Linked DNA regions of Mus musculus: regions 1 and 3 are each linked to region 2. Evidence: chromatin contacts called from public promoter capture Hi-C data. All regions are on one chromosome and are shown on one strand. Each heading gives the region's core, a stretch centred on a gene start, on an enhancer-like site or on the middle of the called end of the contact. The rest is flanking DNA. Distances are from core to core; before and after follow the strand shown.

The links. Capture Hi-C pulls out chosen DNA fragments and counts their contacts.
Region 1: a promoter capture Hi-C map of liver shows a contact between it and region 2, with 4 times the contacts expected there. The contact joins the promoter of Scyl2 here to the promoter of Nt5dc3 in region 2. A contact is called at or near these places in 1 of 39 promoter capture datasets (pre-B cells) and 1 of 9 other capture datasets (liver).
Region 3: a contact with region 2 is called in a promoter capture Hi-C map of adipose tissue, with 4 times the contacts expected there. The contact joins the promoter of Actr6 here to the promoter of Nt5dc3 in region 2. A contact is called at or near these places in 3 of 39 promoter capture datasets (the C10 cell line, liver and pre-B cells), 2 of 484 Hi-C or Micro-C datasets (CD4 T cells and uterus) and 2 of 9 other capture datasets (adipose tissue and liver).

Annotation. Positions count from the first base shown.
Region 1 is chr10:89,684,800-89,688,892 of GRCm38.p6, reverse strand. Scyl2 (SCY1-like 2 (S. cerevisiae)) reads left to right here and starts at 2,599. Exons shown (of 18, transcript NM_198021.3): 1 at 2,599-2,855. 1500026H17Rik (RIKEN cDNA 1500026H17 gene) reads right to left here and starts at 2,530. Exons shown (of 3, transcript NR_130956.1): 1 at 2,374-2,530.
Region 2 is chr10:86,775,863-86,780,257 of GRCm38.p6, reverse strand. Nt5dc3 (5'-nucleotidase domain containing 3) reads right to left here and starts at 1,253. Exons shown (of 14, transcript NM_175331.3): 1 at 947-1,253. The coding sequence starts at 1,148. It overlaps Ttc41 (tetratricopeptide repeat domain 41), which reads right to left. Exons shown (of 16, transcript NM_001003910.2): 15 at 4,199-4,328; 16 at 3,415-4,103. The coding sequence ends at 3,437.
Region 3 is chr10:89,730,000-89,734,312 of GRCm38.p6, reverse strand. Actr6 (ARP6 actin-related protein 6) reads left to right here and starts at 2,018. Exons shown (of 11, transcript NM_025914.3): 1 at 2,018-2,139. The coding sequence starts at 2,072.

The sequences.
Region 1 (4,093 bases), core at 1,350-3,849, 2.9 Mb before region 2:
TTACATTCTAATTCATAACAGTAGCAAAATTATAGTTATGAAGTAACAACAAAATAATTTTATAGTTGAGGACCACCACAACATGAGGAACTGTATTAAGGGTCCCAGCATTAGGAAGGCTGAGAATCAGTGCTCTAAACCTACTATGGAGGATATATCACATATACATTTTTAATGTATTTACTCTAACACTATCATGGAGAGCACTTTTAAATATTTATACCGAGAGAAGCTTTTTGTTTTCTGAGGAACTGATATACTTTCTCATTTTAAAAGCCAACATAGCCAAGGTTATCTAGAGACTCAGAGCAGAAATTTACTCTATTATGCCGACTGTATTACCCTTAGAATGTGTTAACCTGAGAATTATCATATACACTGACCCTTTATTTGGAAGCCTAATCTGTCTTCTTTTGATGATAATTTAAGAAAGCTTATTAGCTATATATATATATTGTTATAGACTGCCTTAAAGCCCCCCTCCCCCAGTGACACACTTCCTCCAACAAGGCCACACCTACTCCACCATGGACATGTCTCCTAATAGTGCCACTGCCTATGAACCTATGGGGGCCACTTTCATTCTAACCACCACAGGCAGTCAGGTGGGATGCAGCCATATTTCATTAATGGTTACAACCTTTACTGCATTTCTTTCATCAAATCGTCACAGAATCAAGAACATACTGGGTGCCTAAAGAAGGTATGTAGAGAAGGAAGAAGAACTGGAAGAGACTCCAAGGAAGACTAATATTTAGAGCAGAGATACTTAAATGCTTGGCATTCGCAGCCCTTCTTCACCAGAGGAAGCAAAAGTGCCTGTGCTGTATGTGAAGAGGAAAGTTCGCTTACACCTCCTGCCTACCTCACTTAAAGCTTGCTCTGCCTCTTGACCTACCGATGACTTAATGTAATCCTGTTTACAATAAACAGAAAGCTCTTGGATTAAAGGTATGTGCTAGGACTGAGCCATACCACAACTAGAAACAGGTTTTTCTTTTTTTCTTTTTCTTTCTTTCTTTTTCTTTTTCCTTTTCAGCAAGTAACACAATCTCAGAGGTTCACAGTGTGTTCAAATATCCTGTGATAGCTATTCTCACATGGTCTGCAAAGGATTAGGTTTGCTCACTAGGATTCTGTCAAAATGTTTAATTCAGTGTTTCTTGGTGCGTTGGCAACCTTGTACAATCACTGCTATCATCTAACCCCAGGCCATTTTATCACTCCAAAAAAGAGACTCATGTTTAGTAGAGATAAACTAGTTCCTCCTACCCCAGTAAAATATGAAATTAAAGCATGTAAGAAAGAAAAAGTTGAAATATAGAGAACATGATTTCTAGATGTTTTGTGTGCAGAATACAAGAATCTAAGCCTTTCCTTTCTTGACCACGAAGAACTAGAAGTAACATTACCAACACATAACTTATAAGATGCTCTTGGCAAAAGGACAGAAATAAAAGTCCACCCTTCTGGGGCTGGAAAGAGAAGGCTCAGCTAGTGAGATGATAACTTTCTAAGCATGCAGATCTAAGTTGGATCTCCTGAACATACATTAAAAAGCCAGGCTTGGTGGTGGGTGCTCCTAATTTCACAGCTGAAGAGATAAGAGAAAGGCAAAGCACCAGGTTCTATTTAGAGACCTTGTCTCAAAAACATGGACAGCTCCCCAGGAACAACTCCTAAGGCTAACCTCTAGCCTCGAGCTTTTCTGGCGTGTGTACATACAGCTGTACCTACACAAACATGTAAACACACCACACAAACATGTACACACACATACACACACACCCCATAATCCTCTTCCCTCTTCTCTTCCTCCCCCTCCTCCAATTCTTCTTGTAATAGAATCTACCCTATTACCCATCTTAAGACATTTTAACCTGAACCAGGGACAGAGCAGAGACAGGAGAGGCAGGGTTAGGGTTAGTTAGGGTGGTAGTAGTCCTACTACTATGTACGGGTTACTTGGATGGATAGCAGGGAGACAGAGGCTGTGCCCAGTTTCACCTAGGTATATTTTTCAGAACAATTTACTTCTTTCATTAAGCACGTAAGATAAATAATCTTTGTTGCTCTAATTGTGGAACTGTGGCACCGGGGTTATCTGAGAATGTCTTAGAAACGCAGAGCATCCGATCCTACTTGTGCAGCAGAATCTGCACTTTAACACGGCCCTGTGTGAGAAGCACGGCTTTTCTAGGTTCTAAGGTCACTTAGCAGAAAGTCAGAGAAAGCTGAGTCCTATGTAATCAGTCACTAGACCAGCAAGGGCAGGTGGCCTGGGAAACAGAAAAGGGGAGGGGCCTCACAACCAGAGCTGCAGTGTCCAGCCATCAAGTCACTGTCAGTCATCTCCAATATACATTTGGTTACCTGTCCTCATTATCTTGGAGAATCCCCTTCTATGGTTCCAGAAACTCGGGCTTCCTAGCCTGGGGCCCCGGAAAGCTGGTCTTGCCCGCGAAGACTAGTGATCAGAGTCACAGGTACGGCTGTCAGCAGAGGCCCGGGCTGGCTCCACCCCCGCCCCGGGAGCCCCGCCTCACTCCGCCTCGGGGAGGGCGGAGGGAAGCCAAGCCTTACCCTTCCGAACCGCCCGGAAGTGACGTCATGCAGGAGCGGGCAGGTCTTTCGGTGCTCTTCCCCCTACCGTGCTCTTCTTCCCTAGTCCCTTCCCTCCCTTCCCCCTTTACTCCTCGATCTCGGGGTTCTGCGGACTCGGGGGTGACGGAGGAGATGGAGTAAGCGTTCGGTGGCGGCCAGGAGCGCGGCCCGAGCAGTCACAGCCCGGAGGCATTGAGGGAGCCGGCGGGGGACCGGCCCCAGCACCGCCCCTCCAGGTAGCCGGCTGCGAGGTGAGTGACCTGTCTCGGGCACCGGGCGACCTGGGTCTGCGGCCAGCTTGCGGGCTACGGGTCTCCCCGGGCCTCCCGGCTGCTACTGTTGCCTAGTGACGGGCCGGGTCGGGCGGGCTGGCGGTGGGTGGCCCGGGAAGCCGGATCCAGGTAGCGAGAAGCGGGAGGGAGCGGATCTCAGAGGCCGGTGACTCTGGGCGAGGCCTTCGGGCGACGGGAGCCCCGCTGCCTGGGTCATTCTGCTGCTGGGAGAGTCCCCAGAGCTGGCGCAGGAGCTCGGGTTTCCGCCGTGGAGATCTCCGTATCCTTTTGGGAAATTGGACAGTGCTCCGGGACTGCTGAGACAGCCCCCCTCGTTTCTGATACTTGGTTCCGATAGCTGGGGTCACCGGCTAAGGCCCTGCACTTCGGACGCCTTTCTCTGATGGTAGTTGTCTTTCTGGACTGGACGGTTATTGTGTGTGTGAGGTGGGTGGGGCAGATAAGGTTTGAGAGAAAGAAATCCCCATGGGGGCTCCAGTGCGCCTGTTTAAGCTACAGAAAAAGGTTTAGACAGATAAAGCTTGCAGAAACTTCTTGGGATTCGCATGGACGCGTTACCTGTGATCAGTAATTAAGGACACACAGTGTTTCCCTTTCTCAACAGGATTGAAGAGACTCCAGACCAGCTCCTTAAAGTGATTTTGATTGTAAATTATCAGCTAGAGGTTTTTCTTTGCACATCAAAACCAGGGATTGTGTGATGACACTTTGAAACGCCGTATTTAAGTTTTCTGAGTCGTGCGCCTCTGTTCAGAGAAAGCAATTTAACAAAGATGCTGTAAGTCAGTCAGCCATTACAAAACCCAAGCAGTTCTGGTGTTTGCTTGGAAGATTCTTTTTCGACTTTGAAGGCTTTCCCCTCCTTAATAAAGGTTGGAGGAGAAGGGGATTGTGGTTATGCAAAGGAAAGGAGCCTAACTGAACACATAGAGCTTTATTCTGTTCAGATATACCTACGCACATGTGAAGATCATTCATTTTGTCTGTCAGAGACGATTACATATGTAATACAGATGTGTTGTAATTCCATACAGTAGGACATTGCTATACAAATACATTCTATATTTGGGAATTAAATCATGTTGACATAGTTGAAATTTGTGATTTATCCTCTCAAAAAAAAAAAACCAAAAAACCAAAAAAACTCCCCAAAACCAGGTCCTCGTACATGTTTTGATCCTATTTTATAGGAGTTG
Region 2 (4,395 bases), core at 4-2,503:
AGCCACTCTTTCAAAGAAGTCTCCATTGCTTACACCTCGGAATGTGTTGTGAAGATATTCCAGGTGGGTTTTGTTTCACTTGAACAGGCATGTGGCCAAAGATGCAAATGGAAATCCTACAAAAACGTTCCCTCACCAACCCCCTTCCTCATGTAGCACCCTCCCCAAACCACCCCCTCCCCAAATCCCAGTGTCCTCTGACAGCTTCAGTGTCTGTGCTTCACTGGCCCTTTACTCCAGGTTCCAAACGTTTGACTGCAAGAAGCACAAAGCAACACACAGGACAATGGATTCCCGACCCTGAGTCAAAATCAGTTTTTGCTTAGGCCCCTTGCTCGCCCTTCCCGTCTACATAATGGACATGACCCCCTCCTCCGGAGGCTATGGGCGATTCAGAGTCGACATCAATACCTGATACTATTATAATCTGGTTCCTCTTTCCATTCCTTCTCCGATTCCCTAACCGCCCAGCCAAGCTCTTTCTCAGTTCACCTGACCACAAGTATTCCTCTTCTCCTCGCAGAGGGCGGTGGATAACCAGACCACCCTCCCCTTTCAAACAGCACATTTTATCTACTCCACCCTGCAAAAGGGAGACCGGCTCATCCTCCTGACCCAGTCGCCTGCGCTGGAGCCTGTCTAGGACAGCGCGGCAGCAAGCTGGGCTGCTACTACCATTCCCAGGGTGAATGACACCTAACGGTGTTTGGGGGAATGTCTTCCTACCGACGCCCTTGGAACTCTCGCAGCGGCCCAGAGCACTTGCGATGTACACTCCAGATTTAACAATCCCCAGGTATGAAATAGCTTCCCCGGCGGGGGAAAGCCAAAAAAGAGTTGCGAAGTTTTAGAGTCGCCTTCCCCGCGGGGGCCGCGCGACAGAGGCAGGGTGCGGGGGACCCGAGGGGTCCTCGAGTGGGCGGCGCAAGCTGGGACACGCACTCACCGTCCGTGCTCCTCTTCGCCTCGTGGTAGCGCGCCCACAGGTAGCTTTTCATGTCCACGGCAGCCGGGGCAGCCGGGGCAGAGCACAGGCGCCGAGCGCAGCCCGAGCGCGGTCGTTCTCGAGCCACGGCCCCGCCGCAACTCCGCAGCCCTGCCGCCGCCCTCGCCCCGGCCCCGCGGGCCGCCGCTGCCACCGTGGCCATGCTGCCTCTAAGCTGCCAGTGGCACGGATGGCCAGCGTCGCGAGGCTCCGGGACGCACGCCGGCAGTTCCTACGTCTGAGCAAGTGCCGGCGCGGCCCAAGAACCACCCACGGTGGGGCGGAGCCGGGGGCGAGGCTGGGGAGGTGGGCGGGTTCTAGAGGGAAGCAGGAGGCGGGGTCAAGGATTAGGCTAGGAGCTGCGGGATGGGTGGGGCCTGAGCTGGGTCAGGGGCGGGGCCTGGTTGGAAAGAGGAATGCCCCGGCTGAGTAAAGAATAGGGTCTAGAGAGAGAATGAGTTGGACCATCTCGATTGCGTCAGAGGCAGAGTCAGGGACCGAACCTGGGGAGACAGAGCCGGGGGCCTAGGCCAGTTAGAGGCTGGGTCAGGTGTGGGCCTGTGGAAATGGAGTGGGACGGAGTCTGGGTTGAGTCAAAGGCGGAGTCAAGGGCGAGGCCTTAGAGAAAGCGGGTTGGGCGTGGCCGGAGCTGCCAGGGCTCAGCGCCCGGTCGGCTGCGGTCACTTCCTGACCCGCGAGGCAGGAGGGGGCGGAGGGTGGTTGAAGTCACACGGGCTAGGATGACTCATCTCCGACCCTATCGCTGCCAGCAAGACTCTGCTCTACCTTCCTCTTGCCTTCCGTGGCGGGCCCCAATTCTGATTGCACTGATGAGTGTACGCACTATCCATCTCTGATCCCAGTCTCTGGAATGCGACCCACTCCGTGTCAAAGGCTTCTGCAGGTATCTCCTGGATCTCAGGTGCCTCTCTGAGACTGCCCTGAGGCTGAGCTTGGGCCTATCCAAGAGTTGCCCTTTAAAGAGTTGCTGGGCCGAGATTACACTCGAGGTCTAAAGTCGTCTGCAAGATCCTGCCCCTGAAGACTCCCGATAAATGTAAATTTCCTTAACAGTGCAGGCCTCTGGAAAGCCGGGTTCCCACCTCCAGAGAGGTCCTCCGGACATGATTAGCAGTCTCCTGCCCACGCTGGCAGCACGCTTGGTACCTGTTCCACTCACTTGCTTAACTGCACTTATTCCATGCCGCTCCTGCGGGACTTTCTATCACCAATTCAAGACCTACCTGAGAAACACTGGGCCCCAAGAAATTCCCAAAGTATCCCATGGTGACCACTGAGTAGGGGGGGGCGGTTATAGTGGGAATGGCTAGAATAATGAGAGGACAGACAAGGCACAGTGTGAGACAACCCCAAGCATTAGCGACTCAAGTTGTGGGCTGGAAGAGTCAGATGTTTTTGTGGAAGGTGATGACACTGGAGCTAGTCCCTGACTGATAATGAAAACCATTAATAGAAAGCTGGCTGTATATTTTATCGCATACACTCTTCCCAGCTGTCTTAAAAGGAACGTACCGCGTCTCTCCTTTAAACACAATGAAACCGAGGCACAACAGAGGTGAGATTGCTTGCCTATCGTCACAGAGCTGAGTCCCCTCTTCTGTTGGGTGGTAGGGAGGACGGTAGCTAGAAAGTAATCCTTAACTGTTACAGGTTAATGTTTTATGGATCAGTGATAAAATTGGAGGACAATAAAATGTGCAAATCGATATGCTATCAAATCCATGGGCTCTGGTCATTAAAAGCTTCCTTTATGACTTGAGGACATTTCACTTCCTATCTTTTCTTATTTTTACTAATAAAAAGTTTTGGTGATAACAATCATCAATTTTACTTAGGTGAATTTTTAAGTCAAAATATACTATAGAATTTTTTTTTAAATTACGATTGGTAAGAGTGCTTCTATATATTCTCTTAGACTATAGGACCCTGTGGAATCACGATTGTTGTACTTACCATAGAAACGTGGATCACTTGAAACCCACCCTTTGTAACTAAAACCAGATACAGCGTTATAAGAGAGTAAGAAAACTGAATCCCCAGACCTGGATAGTGACCACTCCTGCAGAGTTAAAAGAAAATATCTGATGAAAGAATCCAAAATAGGTGCTAGGGACCTGGCGTAGTCTGTTAAGAGCTTGCGAGCACGCGCCAGCACTGCTATAAAAAAATGACAGCCAGTTCCTATGGCCTCAGCACAAAGAACGGAGAGACAGGAAGCCCCCTGGTGCTCACTGACTACTAGGCGAATAGAATCCCCGAGCTCCAGGTTTCAGTGAGATCTCAAAAAATAAGGGGGAAAGCACGAGAACACTGACATCGACCTCTGACCTACACACAAACACGTGTGTGCACACTTGTACCACACACACACATACGCCTTTCAAGAGAAATGAGTAAAAACTCAAAGTACAAAACAGCCCAAAATTATTTTTATTCCTTATTGGGGTCATCTGAGGTCTTCAGCAATTTTGATTCAATCTGAGATCTTCTTGGGAAGCCTGGCTTCTGAGGAGTGAAGCAGTACTGAGGAGTGTGGAAGAGCCACTTTTCTGACACGAGTTCCGATATGGACTTCCAGGGATTGTCCACATTATGAGGTAGCTGCAGGGGTTGCCGGCAGATGGAAGTGATCAGGCCCTTTCTGCTGTCCAGCTCAGCAGAAGAAACACTCTGCCTTGAGAGTCTCACCAAGCCGTTCTTGTCAATGAGCGAGACCGTCTTAAGGGGACAGGCTGCCTTTTTCCTGGCAGGTTGTCTTCTTGGACTATTCCATATTTGTGAGTCTGAAGCCTGACGTTGGAACTTTTCCTCAGCAGACTTGCACAGAATTGGAGCCAAGGTCTTCTTTCCTTTGCCGGGAACATATTTTGGTTTATCTGAAACCAGAGAAGGCTGTGTGCTTTTAACTCTCTGAAACCTACGTATATTCATACACATTGCAGTGTTTACCGTGTCAGAACTCTGAGCGCTGTGGAAGTTTAATTTAGGCACATTCTCCCATAATGAAAAGCCATTCCTAGAACCGTTAGGGAATAGATGGTTCATGCTTTGAGGCCAAGACCTCCTGCCCCGGGACCTCTGGATTTCCCTTAAAAGGCTGCAAAAGATCAAAAACGTGTCAAAACATGGCTGTCTATTAACACAAATACTCAGAAAGTCTACTTCTTTTTGAGATGTGCAAAAGAAACTCACTGTAGTATTCCCTCAATGGAAGCGTGGGTAGGCCCCAGGTGAGCTGCCCTTAAATCAAGTGACCTATACAAATAGCTGACTGCCTCCATTGTGGCATGATGGCAGAAGTCACCTGACAACAGCTGGCCTGCTGGAGAGATGGGAAAAGAGAATATTAGAATTTTTTTTAATTACTAACTTTATACATGTAAAAGATT
Region 3 (4,313 bases), core at 769-3,268, 3.0 Mb before region 2:
TGGTGTCAAGACAGAATTTCTCTGTGTAGCCCTGGCTGTCTTGGAACTAGCTCTTTAGACCAGGCTGGCCTCGAACTCAGAGATCCAGCTGCTCCATCCTCTTCCCCACCAGTGCTGGGATTAAAGGTGTGCACCAGTACTGCCTGACCCTAATTAACTTTTTAATATATATCAGTAGAGATTATCAATAGAATACTCTGCCTGATTTGAAGGAGTTTGATGGTTAGGCAGGTTGACAGAAGGTGCATGAAGCCCTGGGGTTTTGTCCTCAGTACCAGACAATCCAGGCAAGGTTGCGCAGGCCTGTAATTCCAGAACTCCTGCAGGCGGAGACAGGAGGATCCCAAGTTCAAGAGCGCCCTTCTATATAGTAAATTTGAAGCCAGCCTGGGCTATGTTAAACCCTATCTCAAAATAAATATTAAGCAAACTAAAAAAAATGATAACAGTATCTATTGACAGGTAGGTGCTTGACTTCTAACACTAATATTAAACCATTCTATAACATAGTGAGAGTCATATTAGTTTATTTTATAATTTAGATAACCCAAGGGTCATTAAGTTGCTTAAACATTTTTTTCTTTTTTCTTTTTTTTTCTTTTTTCTTTTTTTTTTTTTTTTTTTTTTTTTTGAGACAGGGTTTCTCTGTATAGCCCTGGCTGTCCTGGAACTCACTTGTAGACCAGGCTGGCCTTGAACTCAGAAATCTGCCTGCCTCTGCCTCCCAAGTGCTGGGATTAAAGATGTCCGCCACCACCGCCCGGCTTAGTTTAAACATTTTTTTTAAGATTTATTTATTATTATACATAAGTACACTGTAGCTGACTTCAGATGCACCAGAAGAGGGTATCAGATCTCATTACAGGTGATTGTGAGCCACTATGTGGTTGCTGGGATTTGAACTCAGGACCTTCGGACGAGCAGTCAGTGCTCTTATCCTCTGAGCCGTCTCTCCAGCCCGCTTATATGTTTTTAATGTCATAGTCACAGTTTAAAATTAGAAGGCCACACTCTCATCTCTTTATCTCCTGGAGTTTTAAACACTAGTTAATACGTGTAAAGAAAGTGAAACAGCTTACTCTCTCTTTTTTTTTTTTTTTTTTGTTTTGGTTTTGGTTTTTTTGAGACAGGGTTTCTCTGTGTAGCTAACTTACTCTTAAGCATGGCTGTGTATTCATTTATATCAGATTCATTACCCGAGATTATTTTGTAGCAGAGTCTACATTCCAATCAAAACATTTTGAGAGAGACTCTCTGTATCGTGTATGTCTGGCTGTCCTACGTAAACCAGGCTGGTTTTGAACACCCAGAGAGCCACCTCCCTCTGTCTCCCGAGTGCTGGGATTAAAGGCGTGTACCATTACGCTCAACTCCAAAACTTTTTCTTAACATTATGAAACACAAGCTCTCCGTTGTACAGAAACACCCAGGAACGATATCTAATTCCAGGAGTCAGAGCAGACAAGGAACATGTCAGATGTCAAGAAGTCCTTTGTAGATAGGATACATAAATAAGTAGCGGAGAACAAGCAGGGGGATTCGTTGGGGAATGTGCAAATAAGTTAAAGCACAACGCAGATAACAACACAGCCCATACATAATTTATTGTGACCAAATTCTATAACCTGATGACGAGTGCCAAGAAATGAAGGTGAGGCTGAAGAGACTTCGTATCCAGTTCCACGATGCGTATGGTTTCATACTCAATTCTTCAAGGCTCGGAGTGTCTTAACAACTCTAATCAGATACACGCACACGCAGCCCACCAAAGGGCTCACAAAAAGCTTCCACTCGCCAATGTGCGCAGTAAAGAAAATCAAAAGAAATAAAGTACTTAGCAGTTTCTACTACGGAATGTCGCTGCCACCGAAAATCGATGCATTTGAAAACTGGATACAAGCACAGGAAGGGCTGCTCCGCTGCTCGACTTCTGGCGTACTCCGTTGTCAGGGTAACCGGAAGTTTACGCCACGGCCACGCCCCCATCGACCATAGAGTACCGGAAGAAGCCTGAGCAGAGGAGATTCAAACAGTGGGAAAGCGACTCCGCTGCAGCGTGGTGCGTGCCGAAATGACGACCCTAGTTCTGGATAATGGAGCTTACAACGCCAAAATCGGTTACAGCCATGACAGTGTCTCGTAAGTGGTCGTCGTTCCCGAGGGACAGGACACGTACGCCTTTTAACTTGACAGACTATGCTTTCCGATTTGCGTGATCCACAGACGCCATCGCGCGCCTCCAGCCTCAGTCGGGGGATGCTCAGTTTCGAGCTGGGTTCGTTGGTTGGTTTGATGCTTTGAACTGAAATTGACTTTGATTTTTTGTTTGAGGCCGCGGGGCTGCGGAAGTGAATGTATGTTCCGTTTGGTAACGGGAAATAGGCTTCTCGAGATTGACTGAGGAGACTAAAGTTTATGAAATTTCAGAAATAGTGGGCAACGTTTCGCCTTTAGGGGAACACGATTATAGGTTTTCATCGGATCCTCAAAAGGTTCAATGCCCCCCAACCTCCCAAATAGTAAAACCCACTTCATTAGAGTCCAGGGAGTTTGAAGGCATTGGGGAACCAAGTTGAATAACCTGGTTGGTAAAGTCAGGAACGCTACGGTGGCATCTTAAGATGTGTTTTATAAAATGTATGTTTGAATAAATAGTAGACTTTCACAGTGCTAGAACTGAAATCTAGGACTTTGCGTAGGTAATTAGTACCTTCCCACAGAGCTACACCCCCTGCTGCCTTGCAGCACAGCGTGTAATCCAGGATGACCTTGAATTTAAGATCCTCCTGCCTCCACCTCCTGGTTGCTAGGATTACAGCTGAGGGCCACTACTTCAGAACTCAGTGGGCATTTGACTGAATTTTTTTTTTTTAATGCTATGTTGAACTCTTGCACGGTGGACAAGCACAACATTACTTCTTAGCCCAGCCCATATGACCAGATTCTCATATGACCAGATTCTCACAGCTTTAGTGGTGATGGAAGCCATTTATATATAAGGCTTCCACATAAGTTTTTTTTTTCCTCATTAAGAACTAGGTACATGGGGCTGGAGAAATGGCTAACCCGCTCATTCTGCTCTTCTAGAGGGCCTACGTTCAATTCCCAGCACCTACATGGCCGCTAACAACTGTCTGTAACTCCTCTCTTTCTCTCTCTCTCTCTCTCCCTCTCTCTCTCTCTCTCTCTCTCTCTCTCTCTCTCCCTCTCTCTCTCTCTCTCACATACACACACACACACACACACGGTGCACAGACATACACGCAGGAAAAATACCTGTGCACATAAATACATAAATAAACAGATGCATGTAAATACATATAGAACCAGATTTTCTGTTTTGTTTTTAATGTGCTGGAGAATGAATTATGGGCCTAGGACATGTTAGGAAAGTGCTGTGCTACTGAACTATATAGCCTCCAAGCCCCTGTGGTTCTTTATTGAGATAAGGTCTTACGCAGTGGCCCAGCTGGGCATTGTGTATCCTAAACTGGCCTCAAACTCATGAGAGTCCTCCTGTCTCAGCCTCCTGAGTGCTGGAATTGTAAGCATAACCCATCATTCCTGGCCCCCTGATCTCGTTAAAGACAAATCAAGGCCCACAGCCAGACTTTACACAGAGAGTGAGAGACCTCGGAACATTCAGCTCTAAATGGTTTGTCTCCAGCAAATCCGTCCCCTCAGAGCCAGAGGGGACGGAGGACAGCAAGATAACCAGGCCTTCTAAATCAACATGAGCAAAGGTCATGAGTCCTCAGAGACTGAAGCCCTGTGCACACGGCCTGCACAGCTCTGCATCAGGTCCTGTGTGCTTATACTCTAGCTTCCAGTTTAGTGTGTTTCTGGGACTCCTGAGCGTGTGAATGAGTGGGTCTCTGATTCTTGTGCCTTCTTGTGGGCTCTTTTCCTTCTCTTTTGTCTTGTCCAGCTTCAATGTGATAGTTTTCACTTTGTCTTTTATTTTGCTATATTCTTTTAAGAAATGAATGAATGAATGAATGAATGAAAACCTAGCCACTAAGAGTAAGAGTTAACTGAATTATCATTTGTACCTGCTGGGAGACGGAAAGTAAGTTTCCTCCAGTTGAGTGAAGCTGGGTATATCACTCACTCCACAACAGGCTTCATGATCAAGTGCAGTTGATCAAAATATAATGGACTTCACAGAGTTGTTGAAGGGAAGCAAGGTAAATAGTCAAGGGTAGCAAACCAGCTAAGTATATTAGAACACGGGACAGCTTCTTTTAACTGTGACGTTAGGATCAAACCTAGGACCTTAAGCCTGTGCTTTACAACTGAGCCACACCAGTTTC